2 separate regions of the Mus musculus genome follow, and region 1 is linked to region 2. A link is a contact called in public Hi-C data. All regions are on one chromosome and are shown on one strand. The core of a region is the stretch at or near the end of the contact, and the rest is flanking DNA. Distances in the headings are between cores, read along the strand shown. Region 1 overlaps LOC108168726. Region 2 overlaps Cdnf (cerebral dopamine neurotrophic factor).

Region 1 (5,503 bases), core at 2,103-4,602, 95 kb before region 2:
ATGCTTCACATGACCTTATATACAAAATTGGAAAGGAAAAAACAAATAGGTGTTACCGTAGCCTTGAAGGCAGGTGTGAGGAATCAAATGGGTGGGGAACAGGAGAATTTTAAAGCAGCTAAATTATCCAACACAATCCCATGAATTTACATTGTGTTGCTATCAAAAGCACACAGAAGAGGGCTCAATAGATGGCTGATGGCCCAGATGTTAAGAGTACATACCACTACTGTAGAGGACCTGAGCTCAGCTTCTAAGACATCTGCCTATAACTTCAGCTATAGAGGATCCAGTGCCCTTTTCTAGCTTCTGAGAGTGCTATACTCTGTATACAAACCCACACGCGGACTCATATGCAACTAAAAAATCCCACCCAGAGAAGCTTTTGACAATTGGGTTACTGGGGGAGGTCGAGTCAGTTTTCCTTGGGAATGTGGGCTGTTGGACTAGTAGGTGCTCCTATACCCACAAGCACACATAGGCAGCACTATGTGGACTCAGTGAGTTGTTCTTTGTTTCTAAGAGCCATGAAATTGGTAGGTGAAAGGTATGTAGTGGATATATAAAGAAGGAGTCAGAAGAAAGATAATAGCGATAGATTAATCAAAACACATTAAATTCAGGGATAAAATTCCCAAAACAATCAAAAAGAGATTTAAAAAAAAAACAACTTTTTTGAAGACTAGACACAGAAAATAGGCTCCTCCGAGTGAGTTCTAAAACAGTCTGGACTTTAGCCAGCCCTACTGTATCTGCACTGCTCATGGATCATTACGGGAAACGTACCCTCTGTTCACTCAAGATTTCTCTAAAAGTCTATACATTTAAAGAACTTACAGAGGAATCCATAAACAGTACTGAAGCCTAGGCCCCACCTCAGATTCTGATTAGTTTCTAGTGGCCACATGGGTTCTCCTGAGGAAGTCTGATGCTTAAATTCACAAATTATTGACAAAGAGTATGAAATCCCTACCAACACCCACTTCTGTGTTTACCGAGTTAAGAAACAAGACTTTGAACCCTTAGTTGGTCAGCATTACCTAAGCGCACAGACTCGGGCTGGAGAGGTGGCTTAGTGACTGCAACACTTACCTTGCAAGTTTGAGAACTGGAGTTTGGGTCCCTAGCACTCATTTAAATGCCTGTCTAGCATGATAGACCACCTGTAACCCCAGCATTTGGGGAGGTAAGTCAGAGGACCCTTAAGACAAGCTGGCTAGGTTAAGATTAGCAAGGTCCAAGAGCTCTGGCTTTCTGCAAGATCGTGCCTTAGACAATGAAGTTGAAAGTGTTATCTCAGAAGACACCCATCGACAACCTCTGGCCTACACAAACATGTGCACATGCACACAGAACAGAAAAATGTACAACCATAATACATACACACTTATGCAGAGCTCCACAGACTTATTTTACTAATAAAAGGTCAAAGAAGTACAAATGAAATGACTAGAAGCTAAGATCATTGGCACAGGATCTAAGGTTTAATGAGTTACCTAACTGGTCGCAACATTGCTGAAAAAGGCTTAGGGTGCAAAACTGTCAGAGATGCTGAGGGGTGTGTGTGTGTGTGTGTGTGTGTGTGTGTGTGTGTGTGTGTGTGTATGTGTGTGTGTGCATGCTCGCATACCTTGAAGTTATTTTTATTGGCGTGATCAGAAAGAACTTGAACCCAAGTAAGGGTTTGTTTGGCAATCTTGCTTTAAGCAATTTCCTTAAGAGCGGTGGTCACTAAAAACTGTGTTCAGTGGGCATCTTAGGGAAGTGGTTCCCAACCTGTGGGTCACAACATGAGGAACTGTATTAAAGGGCCACCGCATTAGGAAGGTTGAGAACCACAGCCTCAAGGCTTCCTATCTTTTTCCTGCACTTTCTTTCCTGTCTTCTGGATTTCTGCTACAGCCCAGTCCTAGGAAATGGAGTTTCAGGGTGGTCTTGTTTCTCCATGTCATCTCCCCAACACCAATCCCCTGCTATGATTTGCCTCAGTGTACAGGTTTAGGGTTTCATTACAATCCATGTTCTCACCTGGCTAATTGGGTTAAGCAAACCACATTAGGGTAATGGAAGATAATGGATTATTGTGTTACCCTTCTCTGCAACTGACAACATGCATCAAATGTCTGCACAATGCTTCTGTCCATGGCCCAGGGATTCCACAGAAGTCTGCAAGCTTTCTCTATAAGTGTGTTTGCTTTATAGTATGGACAGTGTAACACAGAAAGCAGGTGATTCCTCACACAAAAAGGTTACTGTAATCATGCGCCATTCTGGCTCCAAGGTGAGGGTTGAGGGTGCCCACTGAAATACAGAGGGCAGGGCTCATGCTGATCCCTTGCTGTTTCTACAATGAGAAAGTGGGGTACAGGGAAAGTCAGGCTTCATGCTGGTTTTCCCTGTTCCATATCAACTCTTTGGAAACACAACATGTTAAAAGTTAAAAAAAAAAAAGAAGAAGAAGAAGAAGAAAGGAAGGAAGAAAGGAGGAGAGGGAGAGGGAGGGAGGAAGGAAGGAAGGAAGGAAGGAAGGAAGGAGCACATCCCAGGACCAAGAATCTGAGGCAAGTAGATCTCTGTAAGTTCAAGGTCAGCCTGTTCGATAATGAGTTCCAGGCCGACTAGCTCTACATAATGAAACCCTCTATGGGAGGAAGGAAAAGAGGAAAGAAGGAAGGAAGGAAGGAAGGAAGGAAGGAAGGAAGGAAGGAAGGAATTAAAAAGAGGAAGAAATGATGGTGGAGAAGAAGGAAGGGGAAGAGGGGTGAGGAAGGGAGGGGAGGGAAGAAGAAAAGAGGAAATGATGGCTGGTAGAGATCTTGACTCAGAATGAATTAGTAGCTAGAATTTTAAAACAAGATAAAAGTGGCTGGGACTATAAAACCCAGGCTAGGGTGGCTCAAAAATCCCTTCTGTCACACCTCAGTGGTCTATGACATCCAGCCTGGCGGTCTTTGATAGAAGGCAGAGGAAATTCAGATGGTGTCACAGGGAACTCACAGCCTTGAACCAGCACCACAATCCTACCTGAACATCAGACTCACTCCCAGGATGGGGAGTTGGGGAAAATAAGGCAAATTTGAAACATTGAACATTTATCCAAACAAACCGACTTTAAAGACTATTTTGACTGCAAAAATCTGGGAAATGTTTCCTTTCCATCTCAAAATAGTGTTAGAGGTCAGAGGAATACGATTATAGCAGTCCTTGAAAATAAACTCTGTTTTATGACTTCTCCTTGGTAGATATGTTCACGACAGACCAAAGAACTGATTCTGTCCAAGTCCAGGGAAGTGATGAGTCTGTTGGGTTAACTTTCAGGAAAATGAGTAAGGAGTTACTCACAAGAAGATGGGTGACTCGAAGACAACCGCAGCACCTAAAAGGCTGGCTGATAACTCACAACAGCTGAGGCCCTAGAGCTCTGTCCTGCAGGCAGCTCCACAAAAGATTAGCATCGTCTTGAACAACTGTGAAGGGTTCCCTGATAGGCCCGACACAGCAAGCATGGAGTTGGCAGGTCTTCTCTTTTCCCCTTCCCTCTTCCGTGCTAATCAGTCAAGATTCCATTCCTAAAGCTAGCCCCCAAGGTCCATTTCCTTATTTTGGCCACTTCCTTATTCCTAACACTCCAAGGTCCAGCTATCAAGATTCATATTTTGATTATACTGGCTAAACAGGACTTACAAACTTACCCTAGCACAGACTTCCCTTTTCTCCTTAAAAAACTCACTGCTTGAAAAAACAAACAAACAAACAAACAACAACAACCCTGCTGCTTGCTGTCTGCTTGCTGTCTGCCTTTGCCTGTCCCAGAGGCAGAGCCCAAACTTGTACCAACTGCCCTGCTTGCCTCTCCAGGGTAATAAATCTCACTTGTGCTTAGAACTTGGTGGCTGGAAGTATTCTGAGCTGCTGAAGTATAGATCAGTATCATCCCTTCAAACCATGTGCTACTTTTATAAACTTAGGGCATACCCTTGTGAATCCTGTTACCTTCATGGAGTTCCTGAACTTCCTAAACTTCCTGAGCTTCCTGGAAGGGATCCTTTTGGCTTCCTGGTACTTCTGCACCTTCACCCTCCTTCCACAAAGGAGTGCTTCACTTTGGAGGAACTAGCTATAAATTCCTCTCTCTTCCTTCAATTGAGGGGTGCAGTGTTACATTTCCATGGTCATCAGATTATTCACACATGTGGCCAAGTTCTTCCTCAAGAGTGAATGAAGGATCCTTTCACAGAGCTAAACCAGAGAAAAGACCGGCAACCATTGCTGATGGATGGTTACAGTAGGAAGGCCTCTGTGTGCCCATCATCCGACTGTAACATCATAAATAAGTAGGCACACCCTAGAATTCCCAGTCTCTGTTTTTGCCTCTTCTCTTAAGGGTGAAAGCTAGGACCAACAGACACTTGACATGGCTTTGGACACAAGAGAAAAGGGAGACATGGGACTCAAAAAGACCCAGATGATCTAAGGAATCAGATGTGGGGAAATATTAAAGATTTGGTAATACCTTCAGGGAGAAGTCTCAAACCAAGGAGAGGTGACCTACCAATAAACAACCAACTGAAGAGCACCTTTAGAAAATAAAAGTCGTTGAAGTTAAAATTAAATGGGGAGATTAAAAGAAAAAAATAAGAAATAAGAGAAAGGGATAGAGAAGAGAGGAGAAGAGACGAAGACAAAGATTTGGTAGGTCATCTAACACTGAGCTAGATGCTTCCTGTGCGGACTGTTCAGAATGGTAGTGAAGACTCTGGCTTCCCCATGGGTCACTTCTTGGCTCACTGGTAGAAGGAGGCCCTTGTCCCCCATTGTATGTGTCTCTCCAAGAGCTGGCTGTGTGTTCTCCTGACCCAGCAGCTGGCCTCTCCCAGAGAAAGCAGTCTGAGAGAGAGCAGAGAGAAAGACTTCATGTTTTGTGCTATCGTCTGATATATGTAAAATATCAGGTCTGGCCCAAGGAGAAGGGTCAAGAAAGATTTCACTGTAGGGAGTCAGCTCACAATGGTGCCAGACGCCTAATGTGCTAAGGTAGGAAGAGTAGAAAATCTGGAATCAAAAAAATCAGGGTTTGACTCTTGGCTCCTCTACAGACCATTTAACCCCTTCCGTGGTTTCCTTCTCTGTAAAGTGTGGTGCACCTGTCATTGCTCACAACTCCTTTGAATGCAGATTATTTAAAAATGACTGTTCATGGAGACACCAGTAAATCGCAGTTGTCATTAATACTGAGAAGGCTTTTGGTACAGTATGTGGTTTATCCTGCAGATCTGGCAAACCAGAATTCAGCAAGATCCACTTAACAGTCCCAGGAACAGACAGCTAAGCAATTGGAACACAGTGCCCTGTCACTTTTGAATGACAAATGAGTGTTTGCTTATAGTCCAGAGAAATCTGGAATGCAAATTTTAGGAACTTAGAGGAGATGGAGAGCTAAGAAAAGCCTGTTGTAATTTTGATTTCTAGCTTTTTTTTTTTTTTTTTTTTTTTGAAGCCTTTG
Region 2 (5,102 bases), core at 2,042-4,541:
TTTCTGAGGCAGGGTCTCTTTGTAGTTCATCACTGATTACTCCAGGTTAACTCTGCCTGGAGCTTCCCAGAACTCTCCTGTTTTCAGCTCTCATCTCGTCATAGCACAACTTGAATAACACATACATACATACATCAACATACACAGCTTCACGTGGGTTCTGGGGATCCGAACTCGGGTTCTTACATTGTAGGACAAGTACTTTGCCCACTGAGCCAATGCCCTAGCCTCCACTCATTTTTTAGTTCAGAATTGTATTGCTTTTTTTCAGATTGTATACCTTCTACATCTTCTGTGCTTATGAATTTTTCATTGACACACGTGGGAAATGCACATGCAAACACACACACAATGAGAGAAGTGCACACACAAACACATCCACAATGAGAGAAGTGCACACACAAACACACACACAATGAGAGAAGTGCACACACAAACACATACATCCACAATGAGAGAAGTACACACACAATGAGAGAAGTGCACACACAAACACATACATCCACAATGAGAGAAGTGCACACACAAACACACACACAATGAGAGAAGTGCACACACAAACATATACATCCACAATCAGAGGAGTATACACACAATGAGAGAAGTGCACACACAAACACATACATCCACAATGAGAGAAGTGCACACACAAACACACACACAATGAAAGAAGTGCACACACAAACATATACATCCACAATCAGAGGAGTACACACACAATGAGAGAAGTGCACACACAAACACATACATCCACAATGAGAGAAGTGCACACACAAACACACACACAATGAAAGAAGTGCACACACAAACATATACATCCACAATCAGAGAAGTACACACACAATGAGAGAAGTGCACACACAAACACATACATCCACAATGAGAGTAGTGCACACACAAACACACACACAATGAGAGAAGTACACACACAAACACATACATCCACAATGAGAGAAGTGCACACACAAACACACACACAATGAGAGAAGTACACACACAAACACATACATCCACAATGAGAGAAGTGCACACACACACACAATGAGAGAAGTGCACACACAAACACATACATCCACAATGAGAGAAGTACACACACAAACACACACACAATGAGAGACATGCACACACAAACACACACACAATGAGAGAAGTTCACACACAAACACATACATCCACAATGAGAGTAGTGCACACACAAACACACACACAATGAGAGAAGCAGCAAGTTAAAATGAAGGAGAAACAGAAAGAGAATACGTCTTCTCAAGCCAAAAACTATAAAAGAAGCAGAGCTATTGCCACTTACACATATGAGCGATTGAAATGGCCAGGAGAAGGCTTACTCAGAGTACATAACGCAGAATTACAGCCTAGGAAACGAGGAAGGATTTATGCCACTCCGCACACAGGCTCTGTGCTCACAAACTATTTCTCCCTCTCGTCTCAGTAGAAACCTGATTTGATTTGGACAGCCAGGCTCTGCACCAAGAGACATGATTTCCCCAGATCCCTTACAGCTGAGTTCAATGATTCAGTTCTGGTCAATGGTGTAGAAGCAGCACATGGGATGGGGGTGGGACTGGGGTCAGGTCAGAGGCAGATCGCCTTCTGTAGTGAGGGAGTCTAGCAGTCAACTTAGACCTGGGGTCAGCAATGAAATCAACCATCACTAGGATACAAGGAATCAACTTTGAGCCCCTCGGAGCATTGTAGCCACTAAATTTACTCTGAATTTCCTACTACTGGACTATTTTCACACCAAAGAATAAACTTTCTGCATTTCTGATGTTCTTGATATATTGAAATTTTATTGAAAACCTAACTGATTGAGGATTAAGGAACAGCTCGGTGAGTAAAGATCTTGACACACAACTTTGAGGGCCTGAGTTCAGATCTCCAAAACTTACATACAGCCAAGCATTGGCTATGCATGCCTACAGTTTCAGCGCTGGAAAGTAGAGGTCAGCCAGCCTAGCTGCAAAGTACAAGCTTCAGGATCAGTGAGAGGCTCTGCCTCAGGGGATAAGGTGGAAAGTTACTGCACAGGACTCTTGACATCCTCCTCTACCCACGGCATGCATAAGCACCAGCATGCATATGTGCATATCCAGCATGTGCGCGCGTGCACACACACGCGCGCACAGAGAGAGAGAGAGAGAGAGAGAGAGAGAGAGAGAGAGAGAGAGAGAGAGAGACCCTGCCTCAGACTCACAGGATAAGAACATGCAGTGTAGTAAATGTTCCTACTGCTCAACAGAAGCAACTTCAGAAGTTTGGGAAGCATTTCTATAAAATCTCTTTGAGCAAAACAGACTAAGGCCATCACTTGAGACGGGGGAGGCGACTTCAGTGATTTGAATGGCCTACTAAGCAGTGTTCCCATTACCTAGATTCCTGGGGGTGGGGGGGGGGGGCTATGACACAAAAATTTGATCTCATTTTGAAATCAAAGAGCTAGATTATTTCCAAATGGCAAGATCCATGATAAATAAGTTCAAAGTACAAAATAGAAACAGATTGTAGAGGTTTGAGTAAGAATGACCTCCTAAGCTTATATACTTGGATGCCTAGTCACCAGGGAGTGACTCTATTTGAGAAGAATTTGGAGATGTGGCAGTGTTGGAGGAGGTATGGCCCTGTTGGAGGAACTGTGTCACCGTGGGTAGGTTGCACGGTTTTAAAATCTCACACCAAGTCTAGGGTCTCCTCTTCCTTCTGCCTGCAGATCCAGATGTAGAACTCTCAGCTAGCTCTCCAGCACCATGTCTGCCTGCAAGCTCCACACCATGATGATAATGAACTAAACCTCTGAACCTGTAAAGCCAGCCCTAATTAAATGTTTTCCTTTTTAAGAGTTGCTGTAGCCATGGTATCTCTTCACAGCAATAGTAACCCTAAGACACAAATGTAGTGTTTTTATAAAAGGTTTTACTTTTTAGCTTTGGTAGTTTTGTTTTTAGTTTGTGCATATATGTGTTGCCTGCATGTGTATTGCTGGATCCTCTGGAGGTCAGAAGGTGTTGGAGTCCCATGGAAATGGTGTTAGAGATGGTTGTGAGCTGCCTTGTAGGTGGCTGGGAATTGAACCTGGGTCATGTGGAAGAGCCAGTGCTCTTAAACACTGAACCATTTCTACAGTCCAACGTTGGTTATTTCTTATGTACAATTCAAAATGAAGGAGACTATTCCCACCTGGTGAGAAAACTGAATTCCAGAGACAATAACCACCGTGGACCGTCTGTTCTATTAGTATTTTTAGTTTCATTTTGCGTTTGCGCAACCTCCATATCTCCTTGGGAACCACTACTTCTCTAACAAACTCACGTTTACCCCAATTGCTTAGCTGAAAATGCATTCCCTTGCACCATTTAAAAATAAACCTTATTCTGTCAATGTATATTTATTATCTGAATTTAAGTTATTCTCTACTCTACAAAAAAGATGGCTATGAGTACATTTGATTATTTAAAAGAACAGTTGCTTTTAATCAATTAATTTTGGGTAATTTTCAAATAGCTCCTACAACTTTTTATGAAATAGAATTGATGTACAATAGAATACCCACATCTTAATTGTACCTCTATATCAATATGATGATCATATCTCTCACCTCCTGCCTTGATAAAGTACAGTCCCATCACCCCAGAAACTTTAAAGAGAATGCTTTCTTGAGTAGCCACACCCTGACCTATTTCCCAAAGGCAACCATTTAACCATGTGCTTCTTATTGATCTATGGACAGAGAATGGAGCTGAAACATTGCCTGCTTCTTAAGACTGATAGGCTAGCATTAGAAACCACAAGCGCCCCTGCTGCCTGCACGTGGGGAGCATGCTTTCATCCTGCCTGACACGGGGCAGTGAAGAAGACTCTGAGCTTGGGTCACGTGGCAATTCAAGGTGGTTACAAGCCGGGCGTGGTGGCGCACGCCTTTAATCCCAGCAGAGGCAGGCGGATTTCTGAGTTTGAGGCCAGCCTGGTCTACAGAGTGAGTTCCAGGACAGCCAGAACTATACAGAGAAATCCTGCTTCAAGAAAACAAAAAAACAAAAAAACAAAAAACAAAAAACAACAACAAAAAAAGGTAGTTATAAATAGGCCAAGCACAGACTTTTTATGGATTGCTGATTTGTATTCTTCCGATCAGTTTTCTTTATATGAGAAACGGAAACTTCCATTCGTGCTGTGCAATGCTTAATCGCCATTGTTAACTTGGTGGAATTTAGAATTGCCTAGGTGACACATACCTCTGGGCACGAGTGGGAGGGCGTTGCTAGAGAGAGTTTAACTGTGGAAGGAAGACCCCATCCTGAATGTGAGCAGTGGCATTCCCGTGCTGGGGTCAGACTGACAGCTAGCAGAGCATCTACTTCCATCTCTGCTTCTAGGACATGGATGAGTTTGACCAATGGCCTCACACTCCTGCTGCCGTGATGAACTGTAATCTCAAACCATGAACTAAATTAACTCCTTTCTCGATTGTTTTTTTAGGTATTTTGTCTCAAGAGCCTATAAAGTAATGAATGCTTCCCTCCTTGCTGTGCAAAAGAGAGAAAATATTTAGAGTGAATGAAGTTTTTTAAAAAATCTATTTTTAAAAAGCAAAATGAAACAAGAACCTTCTGAACTATGTTAGGTGGTTATTGAGATTGAAGTCGCACATTAGATAAGCTATAGTTTCTGTTATGCACTCTTTTTAAAAACCTTGACCAAAGAGATGCCTCTTGTCTCTTTCCTTCCTTAAAATGTATTATCCCATCATATCCATAGCACACTTGAGTCAGTAGTGATAAACTACATTGTCCTTCTGCTGTGCCTTGGATCTGAACTGTCCTCCTCCAGCTCAGTTTTTTGTTTGGTTTGGGTTGTTTGGTTGTTTGGTTGGTTCATTGGTTGGATTTTATTTTAGTGTTTGTCTGTTTGTTTGTTTGTTTGTTTGTTTTTCAAAACAGTGTTTCTCTGTGTGACCCTGGCTGTCCTAGACTCACTTTGTAGACCAGGCTGGCCTCAGACTCACAGAGATCTGCCTCCAGACAGAGTGCTGGCATTAAAGGCATTCACCACCACACCTGGCATCGGTTTGATTTGAAGGTTTGTTCCCT

The links. Hi-C and Micro-C count contacts between places; a contact is called where the count stands out from the background.
Region 1: a contact with region 2 is called in a Hi-C map of bone marrow-derived macrophages, with 37 read pairs. The contact joins two enhancer-like sites. A contact is called at or near these places in 3 of 39 promoter capture datasets (the C10 cell line, the HPC-7 cell line and HPC-7-derived erythroid cells), 2 of 484 Hi-C or Micro-C datasets (the HPC-7 cell line and bone marrow-derived macrophages), 1 of 115 datasets of contacts at active chromatin or transcription factors (large pre-B cells) and 2 of 9 other capture datasets (adipose tissue and liver).

What each region holds. Positions count from the first base shown.
Region 1 is chr2:3,619,655-3,625,157 of GRCm38.p6, reverse strand. The region is part of intron 1 of LOC108168726; the gene reads right to left. Among named protein-coding and RNA genes, the nearest start is that of Fam107b, 91 kb to the left of the region's middle. Within about 2 kb of position 3,352, at least 12 of the 459 cell types and tissues checked have an H3K27ac peak or open chromatin away from gene starts, as enhancers often do. A contact at or near this core is called in bone marrow-derived macrophages, where this site is marked.
Region 2 is chr2:3,524,665-3,529,766 of GRCm38.p6, reverse strand. It overlaps Cdnf (cerebral dopamine neurotrophic factor), which reads right to left. Exons shown (of 4, transcript NM_177647.4): 4 at 3,391-5,102. Among named protein-coding and RNA genes, the nearest start is that of Cdnf, 14 kb to the right of the region's middle. Within about 2 kb of position 3,291, at least 8 of the 459 cell types and tissues checked have an H3K27ac peak or open chromatin away from gene starts, as enhancers often do. A contact at or near this core is called in bone marrow-derived macrophages, where this site is marked.